2 separate regions of the Gossypium arboreum genome follow, and region 1 is linked to region 2. A link is a contact called in public Hi-C data. All regions are on one chromosome and are shown on one strand. The core of a region is the stretch at or near the end of the contact, and the rest is flanking DNA. Distances in the headings are between cores, read along the strand shown. Region 1 holds the start of LOC108475966. Region 2 holds the start of LOC108455989.

The links. A called contact is a pair of places that touch in the nucleus more often than the background predicts.
Region 1: a Hi-C map of leaf shows a contact between it and region 2, with 4 times the contacts expected there. The contact joins the promoter of LOC108475966 here to the promoter of LOC108455989 in region 2. A contact is called at or near these places in 2 of 5 Hi-C or Micro-C datasets (both in leaf).

What each region holds. Positions count from the first base shown.
Region 1 is chr3:10,528,952-10,531,804 of ASM2569848v2, reverse strand. It overlaps LOC108475966, which reads right to left and starts at 1,420. Exons shown (of 12, transcript XM_053025515.1): 1 at 814-1,420; 2 at 561-708. The coding sequence starts at 1,050.
Region 2 is chr3:10,221,505-10,224,623 of ASM2569848v2, reverse strand. It overlaps LOC108455989, which reads right to left and starts at 1,672. Exons shown (of 3, transcript XR_008279945.1): 1 at 1,054-1,672; 2 at 313-404.

The sequences.
Region 1 (2,853 bases), core at 171-2,670, 310 kb before region 2:
ATTGTAAAATACCCTCAGTATATCTCTCTCAACTTCTCACATGCACCAGATTAGAGTTTAGAAAATCTTAACGATAAAGTCTAGATCTAGGTTTCAAACAGAGATTTTCTATCACTATTATGATGTTTTCAACTATTTTCAACCACCAAAATCCCGTGTCCTTGTGTGTCTCGCCGTATCTGATTTTTTTTTTTCCGTATTTTGATGTGTCTGGTAGGTATTCCGGCATGTCCATGTCGGGTAACCTGTTGAGATAGGTACGAGGGACTTTCCGGCGTGTCCGTGCTTCATAGCTAATAAGCTTTTGGTAACAATTAAAGATAAAATCTGCCCTCTTTTTGGCGAGCCCCAATTTGATCAATTTTACAACTTAACAAACTCTCAGCTGAAGCCCTTTGTAGATCAAGTTAATCTATGAATTAAAAATCTCCATTTTATTTTTTCACCCAATAACTTCTCTTATGCATTTTTAGAAATAAGCATCGAGATTCTAGAAGACTTAGCCAATACAAAGTTAAACCAACTATATTTAGCTTGATGAACGAGTACAATAAACATACCTTGACAATTTTGATTTCCGTCCAACAATTTGCCCATAATAAACACAGTATTAACTGGAAACCCAGGTCCGAACTCAGCTTCCTCCACATACTTGAACAAACTCCACTCCCCTACATCATTCACCTTTAAACCCAATTTTTCCAGCACCTAGAAAGAATAACGAATTAACCACCATCAGATAACAGAAACTCGAAAATGAAATTATTCATTTAAAAAGGAAATAAAATTGACCCCAGTAAGAGCAAGTTGGACATCAAATTTAGTCAAATCAATGTTGTGAGAGGACTGGGCGCCCTGGATAACGATCCCAGGGTGGGAGTGATCGTGTTGAAGGTTGAGAAGCGTGGAAGGAAGGTCCCAGAGATCAGAATCCACATAAGAATCGTACTGGTCTTCGCTGAATTTAGGCGGTGGAGTTTGCTTAAGGAGGAGGAATTCAGCGTCGTTTGACTGGTTTTTGAGGATAACAGCAAGATTATGAGTAGCCATTTTTTTCCTACTTTTTTGGTTGTTAGAGAAATGAGAAGAAGGTTGAATCCATAGTGAGGAAGGTGATTAAAACGTACAGCTTAAATGGTTGTCGACGGAAGGTAGGCTGCGGCGGGTAGGTAAATTATTGGTTAAGAATTAAATAAAATAAAAGTGCTGATACTGGTACTGAGACCGGGAGTTCATAGCTTAGTTGGCGGTTGATGACCAGGGACGGAACTACGTGGAGAGACGAGGTAGGGATGCCACTGAAGCGGCGCCGGGTGGATGCTACACCACCATAATTAGCAGGCTTTGCTTCACTACTCGCTCTACAGTGAATGTTGAATGCATCTTCAATTTCGCTTCAATTTAATTTTTACTATTTATTTTTAATAATTTTAATATTTTTAAAATCAACTAAATAATTAAATGTAATTTTTTAAAAAATATTTCAACATAAAAAAAGGATAATGCAGACATGCAATTACTATTGTAAGACCCAAATTTTGCCCGGGACCCAATAAAACTAAACCCAAATTAAACCTAGCCTATTATCCAGTTACAAGCCTAAACCCAATTTTGGCCCAACCTAATCCCAACACAAACACAAAAAAAAATAAATAAATAAATAAAAACCTTGGCCACCTAATCCACCACCTTTGTTGGCCACCCACCTTGGCCACCAACTCCACCACTCTTGGCCACCTAAATCACCCCAACCACTCCACTTGTAAAATTTGGCTATAAAAGCCATTCAAGACTTTGTTTTAGGGGGTTTTGGGTTTTTTGGAGGAGGATTGTTCTTTGTTTTGGAGGAGATTTTTTTTTATTTTTTGGAGGTGTTTTTTTGTTTTTTTGGAAAGAAGGTTGTTTTTGTTTCTTGGAAAGGCTAGTTTTTGGAGATTAATCAAAGATCAAAGTAAAAGAGGTTTCTTTTGTCTATTCTCATCTTTAGTTCTTTGTTTGTTTATTGTTTTCCTTTCAATTTTATTTTGTTTTTTTTATACGAAAGTAAAAATAAAAGTAAGAAGTTTACCCATATTTTCATTACTGAAAAAGGTTTTTTTAGGTCCCATTGTCAGTGTGTGGTGGTACTGATGATGTGCCCATGGAGGGTCTATGATGAAATAAAAGTTTTAATTAACTACGGATTTAGAAAAAGGAGAAAGAGAGTTGAGAGCTTTGTTTTATTATTTTATTATTTTTACTATTATTTATATTATTATTATTTCTCATGTATATATTATTATTTATATTATTATTATATTATATATGCCTCTCCATATTTATTTATATTATTACTATCATTATTGTTACTTTTATTATTTTTATTTCTAACTACTATTATTATATATATATATATGTATTATTGTTTGTATTATTATTATTATTATCACCCTATTGTTATTACTTTACTTTTGTATTCTAATATATTATTAATATTACTCATATTTTCATTATTTTTGCTATCACTATTATTATTATATATTAGTGTATATTTTTATGTATATATATATATTTATATATAGTATTGTTTTTATTACTTTAATTTAATATTTTTATTATATTTGCTTTTTGTATTTCTATATTTATTATTATTATATAGTAGTGTGTATTTCTATTATATACATATATATATATGTATTTATATATAGTATTATTGTTTACTTTACTTTAATATTATTCTTATTATCATTATATCCAACCCAATAATAATTCTTTTATAAAGTAATATTCAGTATTTGGTAATTCGAGACAATCGTGCCCTAACTTATTGGGTTTCGATTTTCTCCTTTAACCTAAATAACGGAATACTCTTTT
Region 2 (3,119 bases), core at 423-2,922:
AAATAAAAAATAAAAAGTTATAAAACAAACATCAAAGTTTATATAAAACAAATCAATAACATATAAAACGGTGAAAGTACCTAGTAGCTTCTTTTATTCTAGGGATTGGATTAAATTGAACTAGCCGGATCAATTTAATTTATGTATTATTAAAAAAATTTAAGAAAAAGAGTTAACATTTATTGTTTAACAATGTTAATATTTTAAAAGTTTTATAGTTTTTATAGTTTTTTTTTTTTAGATTTGTAAATTCATGTATAAGGATTAAATTGATCTAATCTTTGTAATAGAAATACTTAACAGGAATTTTACCCATATCAAACTCATGAATTCCGGCGACAATATTGCTCCCAATTTTATTTCCTTCTTTTCAGATTCCCAATCCCATCTGCATTCTTTTATTCCTACAATATATCAAAATCCATGGATATGATTTATGGGTATGGAGAAGGAAAGTCTGATACGTTGAATGATCCCAAGTCTAATTTGATGAATCTGACAAATAATAAGGTTAGAACAAAAATCTCGATTTATGTAATTAATTTTAATTTTTATGATAGTGAAAAATATTTTAAAATTTTAAAGAGATAATTATGAAACAAACCTCATAGAACAAATCACATTTTATCTCTAAAAATAAATAATTATTGTATATTTGTTGTAATTATGGAGAGTTTGGTTGAATTGAAAAATCAACGTATGTGAAGGTTGAAAATTTAGGTTTGACAAAGATTTGAATGTTGATAAATTAAAATAAGAAAAACATTTAATATCTAAATAATTTAATTTATGAAAAACATTTAAAATAAGAAAATAATTTAATTTACGAATAATAGTTAACGTTTGATAAATTATTAGAAATCCATAAAATCAAAATAAAAAAGTTTAAATATTATCACATATTAAATAGAACACGTGTCATCTTTTAACAATATATCAATCTGAAGCCCAGCATTTGGATACAAGGGGGAGAGAGAGAGAGAGAGAAGAAGAAGAAGCAAAATTTTGGTTTTAAGAAAGAAATGCGTTTAAGAAGAGATTTAAACGCCTCACCCAAATAATATGATTACTCAGGGATGGTCTGAAGCATGGGACGCCAAGCCTTCCTCAACACCATCCTATGCCTAAACCCAATCCACCCTGCCCGTGCCGATCCCGCTTCACCTCCCAACCCATTCACACCGCCAAGTTTCGTCGCCACTTGAACGTCGCCCTTCCCGCCAAATTCCTCCTTCACCACTTTTCCTTGGTCCTCCTCGTATCCTCCTCCTGATGATACGAATAAATCCTTCAAAGTGCGACCACTTAAATCCTTGTCGCCCTTCTTTTTCTCACCTGAAATGCCGAAGAAACTCTGTGGATACGCCATTTCCCGGCAACTTGACGATTTGCGACTACCGCTTCTGGTAAGAAGCATTCGGAGTGTGGTTTTAGGGCGGCGGAAGTTGAGGAGGGGGCTCGTCCTTGGACTTCGTGTTGGGCTTTGGGTGACGCCGCATTGTGTCGCCAATAGCTTGAATTTCTGCAGCGTCGTCATATTGGTTTCAGGTTGGGTCTGTGTTGAAGGGTTATATGGGGAAATTTTAAGTGAAGTGATTGGGAGGGTTTGGAATTTGAAACTTTGGCAGCAGAAGGATGGATTGAGATTTTGGGGGGTATTGGTTGCTTGAAAGCAAAAGAAAGGAATCTATGTTGGAGACTTTTGCATGCTTTTTCTTTATTAATTTTCAAAAGGGCAGTCTTTGAATAGAATTTTCTTTTCTCTTGGAAGAGATGAAAAGGTAGGACCCAAGAGCCAGCCCAGAGGCTGCATTTTCCAAGAAAATTCTAAATTTATACCCACTTTGGTCTTTCGATGATGACTGGAAACCATTTATCATTTTTATATATTTATTTAACAAATTTATATTAATTAATATAATATCTACTTGAAATGAAACATTTTAGTATAATGAATCCAGATCTCATATTTTTTCTACATTTAAAACATACAATATTTTTTTTCTAAATGAAATGCTAATTTCATCTGAAATTGTGATTCAATTCAATTTAAGTATTAATATTTATATTAAATCAAAATTATAAGGATATTATAAAAGTAATCATTTTAGCCCTCTATTAAATTATTCGACTCTTTTAGTCATTAACTTTGTATTTGTCAAATCATCACAAAAATGGATAGCAAAATATAATGTTTATTAACTTTATTAACATGACATGCACATGAATTGCCATGTGGATGCCGCCACGTCAGCAATTAATTATTTTTTAATATTTTAAAATTTTAAAAATTAATTGCTAATGTGGCATACATGTAAATAAGTTAACAGATGTTAACTTTTCCATCTATTTTGGAGTGATTTAATAAACAATACAAATTTAAGGACTAAAAGAGACGAAAAATTAAATGAATGGCTAAAATGACCCCCTTTCTTTTATGAATTTTTATAATTTTTAAATTATTTACATAATATATGAAGAGTTTTATTATTCTAAATGTGACCTAAATTTAAGTCGTGTTAATTATAATTGTTATTTAGGTTTTACATAACCCTGTCATTGTAATTAAAAAACATATTTTATAATATTAGGAAATAGTGATTCAATCTCTTCCCTAACCAAAGCATGAAACTCTATTGTCATAAAATGAGAGGCACGTGAATCGGGCATTTCATCTCCTTTTCCACCGCACATCTCCTTTCTAGAAAGAATAGAATCACGTGTCACCCTTCGAGGCACCAAAAACAACACCGTCCACTCCTACTTACATTTTCTTAATTTCTACCTTAAAATCATACATTATATTTTTTGAAAATTATAAATCTAGTGTAACTTTTTTTACTTTTCAAATTTTAAAATTTAAGTTTAAATATTAATACGGTTATTTTTTTTAAATTTAAATTGATTACAAAATTATTATTTTTAATCACATGACTACTAAGTAAGTTTTTTTTATTTCAAAATATCATAACAATAAATTTAATAAAAATTTAAATAACATTAACAATTAGATCTGAATTTTGAAATTTAAAAATAGAGATTAAATTTCATAAAATAAAAGTACAGGATTGAATTCTTAATTTTCAAAAAGTATAATGACTTATAGCATATTTGAATCT